2 separate regions of the Danio rerio genome follow, and region 1 is linked to region 2. The links are chromatin contacts, called in public Micro-C maps. All regions are on one chromosome and are shown on one strand. Each heading gives the region's core, a stretch centred on a gene start, on an enhancer-like site or on the middle of the called end of the contact. The rest is flanking DNA. Distances are from core to core; before and after follow the strand shown.

What was found. A called contact is a pair of places that touch in the nucleus more often than the background predicts.
Region 1: a contact with region 2 is called in a Micro-C map of caudal fin, with 6 times the contacts expected there. The contact joins the promoter of cacnb1 here to the enhancer-like site in region 2. A contact is called at or near these places in 2 of 18 Hi-C or Micro-C datasets (caudal fin and an unstated tissue) and 1 of 4 datasets of contacts at active chromatin or transcription factors (caudal fin).

Annotation. Positions count from the first base shown.
Region 1 is chr3:14,898,926-14,904,809 of GRCz12tu, reverse strand. It overlaps cacnb1 (calcium channel, voltage-dependent, beta 1 subunit), which reads left to right and starts at 4,395. Exons shown (of 13, transcript NM_001002652.1): 1 at 4,395-4,650. The coding sequence starts at 4,558. rpl19 (ribosomal protein L19) reads right to left here and starts at 2,105. Exons shown (of 6, transcript NM_213208.1): 1 at 2,077-2,105; 2 at 895-1,001; 3 at 540-662; 4 at 291-411; 5 at 1-37. The coding sequence starts at 2,081.
Region 2 is chr3:14,845,624-14,851,778 of GRCz12tu, reverse strand. It overlaps cacnb1 (calcium channel, voltage-dependent, beta 1 subunit), which reads left to right. Exons shown (of 13, transcript NM_001002652.1): 7 at 2,136-2,164. Among named protein-coding and RNA genes, the nearest start is that of arl5c, 34 kb to the right of the region's middle. Within about 2 kb of position 2,603, at least 5 of the 62 cell types and tissues checked have an H3K27ac peak or open chromatin away from gene starts, as enhancers often do. A contact at or near this core is called in caudal fin, where this site is marked.

The sequences.
Region 1 (5,884 bases), core at 3,146-5,645, 51 kb before region 2:
CACGTTACCCTTTGCCCTCAGATACAGGCTGTGGTACCTGGGGAAAAAAACAGACATTTTTATTTGTGGATCCCTGCATTAGGTGCCTATCCTTGTGTATGCTACATTTATGAAATAAAAAATAATAATAATAAATTTAAAAAAAAATAAAAAGAGAGAGAGAGAGAGAGAGAGATCACAAAAATGTAGTTAGACTAAAACACCAGCAACTTATTGCACAATATTTTATGAAGTACAAACATCTGGGTTACAATCTGTGGAATTAAAATGAGCATTAAACATGGGCTCACATGTGCCTGTCGATCTTCTTGGCCTCTCTGTAACGTCTCAGAAGTCGACGCAGGATACGCATGCGTCTCATCCAGCACAACTTCTCGGGCATACGTGCGTTTGCGGTACCCTTTCTCTTACCTGTCAAAAACACAAAGAAAACGTCACAATGTAGTCTGACAAAGTTGATCAATATCCTCATATTTAGATGCATAAACTGAAACAAATGAAATGCACAGAGTATAATTATCCAGTAAATTGATTCATACCAACGCCCATGTGACGACCCTTCCTTCGTGCAAGAGTATTCTTGCGGCATCGAGCACGGGAGTGAACCGTGACGGGCTTCTTGATGATCAAACCATCCTTCACCAACTTACGAATTTGTTGGCCTAAATAACAAAGAACAGACATAAAATTGTTACTTTATGGCAAAAAATAAAAAATAACACAATGAGGACTTTCAGCAGTGAAAATTAAACCACACTGAACCAAACTGAACTTCATCTCTGAAAACTGGATTGACAGTTTCAATTTACTATAATCTTCTATGTGAAGCTTCTTTGACACAATCTACATTGTAAAAGCGCTGTAGAAATAATGAACTGAATTGAAATTGCATACGGGAGTTTGCATTGGCAATTTCGTTGGTTTCGTTTGGGTCCAGCCACACTTTCTTCTTGCCACAGCGCAAGACGCTGGAGGCCAGCCTCTTCTGAAGTCTGAGCATACTGTAACAAAAAAAAAGAAAAAAAAAAAAAGACAATTTTAGATCAATATATTTTCTGTACAACACACACAGCGGGTGCCGTTTCTATAAAGGCTACATCAAGACCAGGTCAGGCAAAATTACATTATAGTACAAAAACAGCACTCTTCAAATTTAGATTGAATTATTAGCAACACTCCCATACTTAAAATCCAACTGTAAATTTCTGATTTTCATTTCCTGTGCAGTTGATTAAAAAGTAAATTAACAAGATTAAACATTTGCCAATAGATCCACATCCAACTAGAACTTTATACCCCACTGACATGTTAAGCTTAATTTATTAGCTTTAATTCTCAGAACACTAAACACTATCATTATCTGAAGTGTTTCTTGATTTAATATAAACAAATGATTTAATGTACAGCTTTATAAGCCAAGTTAACCTATTTGTATATTTATTTAATTACTTTAAAACTATATTTTTTGCGCTAGATGAGGCGTCGCTACATTCTCTATAAACCTGATAACGTGTTTCATAAATTGTGCGCACGCGCAGAATAACTCATCTACAATATAAAATAGGCCTGCCATTTTGCTCAAACCAAGCAAAATATACAAAAATGACCCTATATAGTTGCTAATTACTAGCTTGACTTGCTTTAAAAATACGCAAAACGTCGAAATGAATCTATTCTGGTTAAGGGGCATGTCTAGACATGTTGAGCACGTTTTGTTGGCCGGGCTGTTTAGGCCGAACACTCCACGCAACCTTTGTTTGTCGTATTAGATAATCAGAAATAAAACATTAGTACGATACAATGGTAAACTTCGAACGGATTACCATAACATTTTTTTATTCAACACATCGTAATACAGTTTTATCGTTGAAACGACACGTTTGCTTTTGCCACAACATGGCGACGATACTCATGCAGCAGCGCTACATTACAAACGCTCTTCAAGCGTTGAATCGCCTTTGTTTTTAACAGCGCAAGGAGTGTCGACTACATAAATACTTAGATATTATGTTTAAAACGACTCCTCGAGTTAAATTAATAAGATAAATAGATTTTAACTCGCGTAAAGGAACGCACCTCATGGCTGGTGGTCAGCGGAAAGCAGCAGCCGCTGTCAATGAGGAAGATTTCAGGACTGTGCCGCCGTATTCATAAGGGGTGGGGGGACTATCACACAGACAATATGAATATAATAACGACTTTATATGTAATACTTGCACGTGTTTATTATATGTTTAGCACTTTAAAGAGTTCTGTTATATTGTTTATTACATACGAGCATTAATATTAATATTTAAAGATAAGCTATATCTGTTTCGACAAAAAAATAATGGTACGTTCCACTAGTCATACTGCTGGGAAATGTAGGCGGCGGTTTTTGTAGGCAAGCTGTGGATTGCTGTAAACGGCCACACGGCGGCAATGCTTTACCTGTTGAAAGATGAGAACTTGCGAATTAGGCATTACTATGAAAGTGAAATAATAGACAAACTAGTAATGAATTCAAAATATAGTTTTGGTGCTTTAGTACGAGCCTGTTTAATATATAGGTTTTCTTTTACTGTAAAGCACTTTGTGACTTCTTGTCTGGGAAAAGTCTTTTGTAAATATTTGTTTACTTATTTTACTTTACTATAATAGTACTGGTGTCCACGGACCCATAAGGAGCCACAAGAGAGAGATAGATGGTCTGAAATGCTAGGAGACATTAAAAATGTATAGAAAAATAATGAAAATAAAATAAGGTATGATTTAAGTATAACAATAATAATGAACGAATCATTTTAAATTCATCAACAAATAAATTGATAAAAATACATCAAATAAAATATGAATTTGATTACATGCAACAATTTATCAGCTAAAATGATTAAGCAAATGTGTAAATTAATAAAATAAAATACACCAAAATGTATTCTAAATATGAAATGATTACATAACACAACAATAATGTAACAATAATAAAAAAATACACCACTTTAAATTAATCAACAAATAAATTAATAAAAATAATTTTAATGAAATATTAATTCGTTTAAAATTAATACAATTGCTCAAATTAATTAACAGCTAAATTATTAATTAAGTAAATAAATGAATAAACACAGCACTGTAACACAGAGAGGGAAATATACAAAAAATTAATAGAAAGTAAATACATGTAAATGCTCTCATTAAATACCTTAAAAATTAATTAAAATTAAAAATCATCTAAATATGATATAATTACATAACACAACAACAATAATGTTAAAGAAAAAAAAATTAAATAAATACACCTTAAACTGGTGTCTATGGACGCCCAAGGGGCCACAAGGGAGAGATAGGTGGTCTGAAATTTCTGAGAGACATTAAACGTTAAGAGAACAGTAATGAAAATAAAATAAGGCTTGATTTAAGTGTAATAATAATAATGAATCAATCATTTTTAAATTCATAATTTAAATAAAATAAAAATATGTCAAATAAAATATTAATTTGATTAAATGTAATAATTTAACAGCTAAGATTATTAATTAACTAAGCGTTTAAATGAACAAACACAGTAAGCATTGAAACAAACAGAGGGGAAATATAATAATGTAACTTAATAGATGTAAATACATGTAAATGCTCTCCTTAAATTCATACAAATGTATTCTAAATACGGTGTTTATATAAAAACCCAACAACAATAATTTAATAGTAACAGTAAAATAAAAAATACACTGGTCTAACGTCAGCATTAGTGATTATTTGATTATTGTTTCAATTATTATTGGTAATTTGATTATTTCCAGGCTCGTCTTCGATTTTTTTTTCTGAAGGTTGAATAAAAGGACATAGTTGGAAACTAATATGGCACATTATGTGAGACATTTAAGAGAACAGGACTGCTTTTTCAGTTACTTATCGTGTAAAACCTATTTCTGATTTCTTATATGTCATATTTTTCTACATTAACAAAATAATGCAGTAAATATATGAAGAGATCATTTGCAAAAACAAATAACTACACAATTAGTTAATTTTCATAAATCGTGTTTTGTTTATCGTGTATTGAAGTAATTTATGTACATTATTTAAAAAAAAAAACGCTGAATAATCTGTTTTGTAGATGAACTCTTCATATGAAAATAAGAACTCTTCCTACGAAACGGCACAAAGGCATATTGTTGTTTTCTGTAATAAAGCAGAATCAAAGGGTGTGGTCATTTCGCTTTTATATGGAATGGGGAGTAGAGCTGCCACCGTCCATCTCATAGTAATATTGATCGATCAACCAATCAGTCCGAGAAACACAACAAAACTCCCGCCCCATTAGCAACTCATTGGTTGATGAGATGTGGAGGGCGGGGCTTGATCCCTCCGCTGAACAGCTGGAGACTGAGCTCGTTGTATTTGCTAAGGGAGAGGGTTTCAGCAGGGCTGGGGGCGCAACAGCGCGGTGACAAGCCATCTGCGAGGAGGAAAAGCACCTTCATCTGTTTAATTTTACGTTGAATTATTTCACAATGCATAACGAACTCAAATCAGGCTCCAAATGAAACAGTAAAACCGAAGTTAAAGTTTAAATCAATGGTACAGGAGGGTAATATGTCCAGGACGCCTTCCACCTCAACCCAGGAAATCCAAATGGACATGTTCGACCACCACGGCTCTCACGCTCAGGTAAGAGAGAGAGAGGCACTTTTACAGCTTATACCGAAAGTGCATGCAACCAGTGGAAGACGAAATTTAACCCGCTTGGTCGCTGTTTTAGAAAGGCTCAGTGAAAAATCAGAGGTTTTGTTTGTGGGGAAGATTAGTCGTTATCAACCGTTGCTCGTATTGTGGTTACTTGGCAACAAGACGGCATCTTCACGCGTTTGCCACAACAGTGTTGTAAACAAGTATTCTGCAAGGAAAGCGACATAAAGTTGTGTGTGAATGACGGACAGTTGTTTTAAATGTTTCAAAACTGCATTATCTTTGGTATTAAATGGGATTTACATGATTCCATCACCGTGTCCATGTTCGCTCTCTCTCTCTCCTGACAGCTGGCCTACTACAGTGTTGCAATTTTATGACAGTCTATTCTGTTTATAAGTTATGAACCATCGCTGTTGATTAACCTATTAGTGTTCAGTTAAAAGTAAGTCTGATAGTACATCCGGGATCTCAACATTTGAATTATAAGTTAATAAAAAGTGTCTGACACTCTGAGTAATGAAAAGATGATGTCAGCATACGCTGTAAAATGTGATGTCATCTCAATGCTTCTATATTTGGGGGACTTACCCCAAAACCACGCCCACATGTACACATCCATCCATCCATCAGATAAAAGGGGTTTTAAGCAGCAAAACAAAAACTGTTACTAGGATTTACTCATTTGCAGCAAAAAAAAAGTTAATTAAAATAATAAAACAATGCAGATCAAAATACTTGTGTTTAGGCATGGGCCGGTATAATTTTGTGATGGTATGATAACCTTGAATAAAAATTTCTTGGTAGCAAGTTATTGTAATTACAGCTCTAAAGAAATTGTGATTACAGCACTAAAAATGTCTTAGTTAAAAATAAATAAATAAATAAAAATTAAAAAAAATTCCCCATTGAACACAACATACAGTATTAAATTTCACATTTTTCAAATTACAATTCACTTTTATAATATTTCGGAACAGTAAACAGGCTAAATATTCATTCATTCATTTTCGTTTCGGCTTAGTCCCTTTATTAATCTGGGGTCGCCACAGCGGAATGAACCGCCAACTTATCCAGCATATGTTTTAAACAGCGGATACCCTTCCAGCTGCAGCCCATCCCTGGGAAAACAGGCTAAATAATTCAGATAAATTATTGACTTTTGCTGTTTTCATTAGTTAAAAAAACACAGATTTCTTCAGAACATATAAAAATA
Region 2 (6,155 bases), core at 1,354-3,853:
GAACTACTGAGAGATTTCAGCTGCTGTCTGGGTTTTCACTGCCTTTCTACACCTTTCTACACTTTCCTGTGTCATTTCATGTTGTTACACATAACTTAATTTGTAAGCTAAATAGATTTGTTTTCTTTTATTATATGGATCTCTTTGGTTTTTAGCAACATCAGGTGTAAATTTCAAGTCAACAGAACTTTCAAAATATGTTTTCTCAGAAAAAATTTCTTCACTGTAATTCAAAAATACATTAAAAACAGTTTTTTTGTGAGAAAAAAATTAGTGTACAATTTGAATCTATATTTTAACATTTATTTCTTAGTCAATGCTGATTTTTTCAGTGTCACGCAATCTATCAGAAATTCTAACGTTTTTATTTGATGTTTCTGATTATTATAAATGCTGAACACAGTTGTACTGTTCCTATATCAACATTAAAATGTTCAATTCTAATTGATTTTAAAAATACTTGGTTTAAAATATATCAGATTAATCAAAAACCATTAAATGTATTAAGTGTTATGGTCTCCACAAAAATATGAAGCAGATCAACAGTTTTTAGCAACACCAATCATAATAATTTAAATGAAAATTGGTTTTACATTTTTGATAATTGATTTACGTCTGAGAATGCAAGAATTACAGTTTTGTGTAAAGAATTGTCCAAAATTTAAAGAGCCCCTATTATGAGTTTTTTTTTAAGTTACCATACATGCAGTGTGTAACAGCTCTAAGTGAATGAAAACATTCAGCTGAGGTTTAAATCTAAAAGGGCATGGTGTTTAAAACTATCAATTCTATTGAGTCGATTTAGAGTCAAATGAATGATTTGTCTCTTGCTCGGATTTTCTGCCTGCCTGGCATGGTCAATTTTCAAAATAACTCAGCTTTTGCCCTGAACGCTGAATCCAGTTGACCAATCACAGCAGACTTGGTTATCGGACCAATCACAGCAGATTAGCATCATGCAAGGGAGGAGTTTAGGAACAAATAAATCGCTGAACAAATCATGTGGGAGTTGTTGAGATAATTAGGTAAAAATAACGCATGCTATAAGACAAAAGTGTTTTTTGACCTTGCATGCCTATCAGCCTGTTGTTGGAGACCCTCAAAACCAAAATATGACCTTTTATATTATTATATTATTATTATATTGTTAATTATATTACATAATAGGGAATTACTATTAAAACTATAAAAAGTGCTTTAAATTACTATAAAAGGTGTATAGTCAATGAAAAACTCTCAAATCTAGTTATGTGCATGTTTAAATCAGTTTTGTTGTGATTTGTAATAAAATACACAATTCGGTGGCGTCATCGGTATAAAACAATGCATGACACATCCTGATCTGCCAAATCTAAATATGTGTGAACATGAATAAGATCTGCGAACTGCACCAGAGAAGACATTTATCAGTGAATAACAATGACAACATTAACATACACCCTCATAATGCAATTATAATGTGACTTTGGCCGAATTGTAATCTCCAATTCTTTGTAGACCAATCAGCTTTCAAGTCAAGCTCCACCTTTTTAATACCGTGCTTGTCATGCCAGGTACCCTTACCAAATGGTCCCAAAAAAGTGGTACGATACAGTATTTTGATACGTCTGATAGTGGAAATGGAAATAAACGTGTACCATATTGTTCTGCATCAACCCATATTCCTCAGGTGGAACTGTTTATTATTTTTGATATTTCGACTTTTGTGTTGTTCAGATTAAAAGCAAGTTTTAAAAGTCTCCAACGGCATTAGGATGAGTAAATAATGACAGAATGTTCAGGTTTGGGTCAATCTAGAAGACTCAAAGTAATCAAGTCATTTAAATGAATGCTATATTTATACAGGGAGAGTTTTACTAAAACTAAACGAACAGCCAAGCCGCAGTTGATCTAATCCCCTTTGGAAATTCCATCTTTTCTTCATCTGGCCACATCTGATGCTTTGATTCATTCTCCATACGGATAACTGAGCACTCAGTGAAGCACTTTATTAACGCCGACATTTGATTCATTCTCTTCCAGCATCCTAAATGTATTAACAATTTGTCACTAACAAGCTTCTGTTTGTTTGCCTGCTTTGCTTTTCTCTCTCTCTCTCTCTCTCTCTCTCTCTCTTGCTGTGTGCGTAATGATAGGTGGGCCTGCCAAACAGAAACAGAAATCGGTGAGTCATTGCAAAAGCTAACTTTCTGTTTCGTGCAATCTGTCTTTTGTACTTGTTATGAAAGCATCCCTGTCTTATAAGCTGTTCTCTTTGTGTTTCTACATGAGCTGAGCAAATACTGTGAATGTTTCAGTGCTGCTCTAAAGACTTGAATGTGAATTACCGGTGGCATGTAGACAAGGATTTCACCACCTGCATTGTTTACCACAAAATAGTTCTGAAAGCAGAGGAAAACCTGTCAGGATTTGTTCGTCTCAGAGCTCCACAGGACTACATCTCATTCAGATTGGATTAACAAATGAATGAATGCGGCCCATGTGTTCGCCCACATGTGTGGACACACAGAATTCTGTCGTCCTCCTGCAAATAAACGCACACAACATGAGGCAGAAACACCCCGACAGGTTTCCACGCTTTCCGTTTCCATTACAGGCTCATGACACAGAGCGGAGCCCACGCGTGTTACTGCTGTCACAATGCTACCGTCACACACGCACAGATGGGAATCACTCCATTCAGAATGATGACATTATTTTCAAGTTATGTTTAGATGTTCTTGTTGTTTACTATAGCTGGCCATCTGAAATTTTTGAGCATGTATTATATAAGTGGGTCAGAGGATGAATGGAGATAAGTTGAGTGAAGGATTTTCTCATACACACTTTCTGAACATTAACAGGACATAAAGAGCTCTGAGATTCACGTTATGGCCTGTCAGAAGATTAATATGAATATAAGCATCCTAAAAATATTTTAAATATATAAAGCAGCTAAAATATTATTATTAAGCCCTTAAGTGAAAATGCGGTATCTAGACATTAATATTTGTACTTTTAAACACTTAGAAGAAGACAATTGGCAGATTATTGCTAAAACATTTCAGAAAATTGCATAAACTTTAGGGGTCGCCACAGCCGAATGAACCGCCAACTATTCTAGCATATGTTATTATGCAGCAGATGTCTTTACAGCCGCAAAAAAAAAACTACACACACACACACACTCTCATACACTACGGCCAATTTAATTTATTCAATTCACCTATAGTGCATGTCTTTGGACTGTGGGGGAAACCTGTGCACTCAGAAATGCCAACTGGCTCAGCTGGGACTCGAACCAGTGAGCTTCTTGACAGTGACAGTGCTAACCATTTGTTTAATCATTACTTAGCAATTTTTAAATTGATATTACAAAAATTGAGGTTCTGATGATATTTTATTTAGGTATTATACTATTAATAGCCACCGGGTGGCAACCAAATCCATATAGGTTGTTTTCACATGACATCATTAATGCAGGAGGCTCAGATGGAAGGCAGGAAGTGATTTTTCTACGTAGGAATCGCTATCCGAACACCACAATGTTTCTGTTTATGCTATTTAAAGTTGGTTAATTGGCCAAAATAGGAAATGCCAGACAGCTTTTATAGCCTTCCAAAAGTTTTTGCTCATAAACGGAAGAAAGTTAAAGAAAAACAGAAGAAAAGGTGGCATGTAATAAAAATCTTTGCAACACATCCATGTGTACAAACTTTTTTTGATTGCTATAATTTGTTTGACGGCGCCAATTAAGATGATATACAGGTCTAGATATGTGTATAAATATGTTAATGTGTTATAAAAATCAGATACAAACACCAACACACTTACACAAAATCCAGGAGAATATAAACAGCGTATTCTGCCATGTAATCGCTACAATGAAATCTCTGTTTTGTTTTGCAATAATCCAAGTTTTTACTGGCGTTTTGGTGGAATAAACAACCATAACATGAACATCGAGATGCACATCATGTTTGTTGATGGTAAGTTCATCAACAGAACAAAAAAAGAAATGCAACCCTTGCGACAAAACTTGACGGTTATTATTGTGGAGCACTTTCCCCCTTACAAAAATAAATAAATAATAATGCAGACTATGCGCCCACACTTTTGTCTGCTTTCATCTGTTATTTTGTGATGTCTGGAAAATATGCGCATGGGAGGAAAACTATAGTAATTTATAATAAACATGTTTTTGAATCACATCGTAAAGTGTATAATGTGTACAACTCTTTGTTAATAGTAAACTGATAAACTGTAATAAATACTGTGACGTCAGTGTAAATATATTGGTGCATTGTGATGGTGTATAATAATAGCGTAGAGAACTGAAGCCTATTGAACAATTTGTTTATTACTATAGTTGTGTCGTACCACAGCAACAATATTGTAACTACGACAGTTTAATTCAAGTAATTATCTATAGTATGCTTCCAAACACTATAGTATTTACTATAGTATTTTTCATGTAGCATAATAGCTTATATAGTACTGTATGATATATATATATATATATATAGGGGCATGATATCAGGATCATGCCCAACATATGTGCTTATTTTCTATTTATATCTCCTGTGAAATATGATATAAATCACTCAAATTTGGACTTTCCTCTGTGTCTCCCATTCAGTTTTTTTTACTTCCCTTTCTCCATCTGAATTTCGTGCGACACCAGAACCACATGATTGAAAACAACCAATTATGTCTACGTTATGTGCCATGTGTCTAATCATTACTTTCTAATTTTGAAATTGAGATTACAAAAATTGAGATTTTATTGAGGTATTTTACCAATAATAGCCACTAGGTGGCAACCAAATCCATATTGCATCCAAGTCTTGCGTCTATTGAAATTATTCGCCAAATTTAAAGTACAAAAATGATAGTTTCTTTAAATGTGATTTGGGTGTGATACCAGAAATTCACATTGGGTAACACATTTCTTTTTTATAGCATCCTACGGTCACACATCAACCCATTTCTGTGACAGTTTCACTTTCTATCACCAAATATATAACCTTAAGAACGTCAGACCTTTCCAAAAATATAGGTTTGGCCAACATTAGAAACTAAAGGTGTTGTTGTCAATAGGGTATACACTTAGATAGTGTTTCTTCCCATACCCTAACCTTAACTTCTGGTGAACGGTTAATGTGACTATTTTCAGTTTTAAACGATTACTTTTACTGCATCGATGTTGTAACGTAAGTAAAGTATAATCAGATAAATAGACTTCAGCATTCATTTATTTGTTCAAGCGTAAAACGAGATGAAAAGCCGTTTACATGCACATGTCTGTCAGGGTTAGCAGGCTAGCACAAAAACTCCATTTATATAATATATCAATCAGACAATCAAGATCAGTGTTTTTATATATATATATATATATATATATATATATATATATATATATATATATATATATATATATATATATATATATATATATAACAGATATTAAATATATAGCCTAGTGGTAAAGTGTGCCGATATATAGCATTGAGGGGCTCAAAGCGACCCAAGTTTGATTCCCGGCTTAAGGTCCTTTACCGAGCCTTCCCCTCTCTCTCAGCTCCCTATGTAATCCTGTCTCTTTTCTACTGTCCTATATAAAACTGTGAAAAATTAAATAAAGTATATTTAAAGTTTATTTAAATAAAGTTTCCCCCACAGTCCAAAGACATGTGATACAGGTGAATTGGGTAGGCTAAATTGTCCATAGTGTAGGAGTGTGAATGAGTGCGTATGGATGATTCCCAGAGATGGGTTGCAGCTGGAAGGGCATCCGCTGCATGAAACATGGGCGGGATAAGTTGGTGGTTCATTCCACTTTGGCGACCCCAGATTAATAAAGGGACTAAGCCGAAAAGAAAATGAATGAATATATAGAAACTAAAGACTTGCAGCATGCGTAACATATTGCATATAGTATGTAGAAATAATATAGTTAGTATATTTTGTAATATCAATCCTGACACCATCGATGAGAAGAAAGAGCTTGTTTAAAGGTTTTAAAGCACTGTTTCCATGGTAATCCAATGTCCTGATTTAAAAATGGTTTTCACAGGATGAGTTCAAAGCTTTCAAATGATGTCTAATTTAGTATGATTACTAAAATATGAGGTTTTGATGAGAAGAAAAGACAATAAAAAGAGCGCCAAGCATCC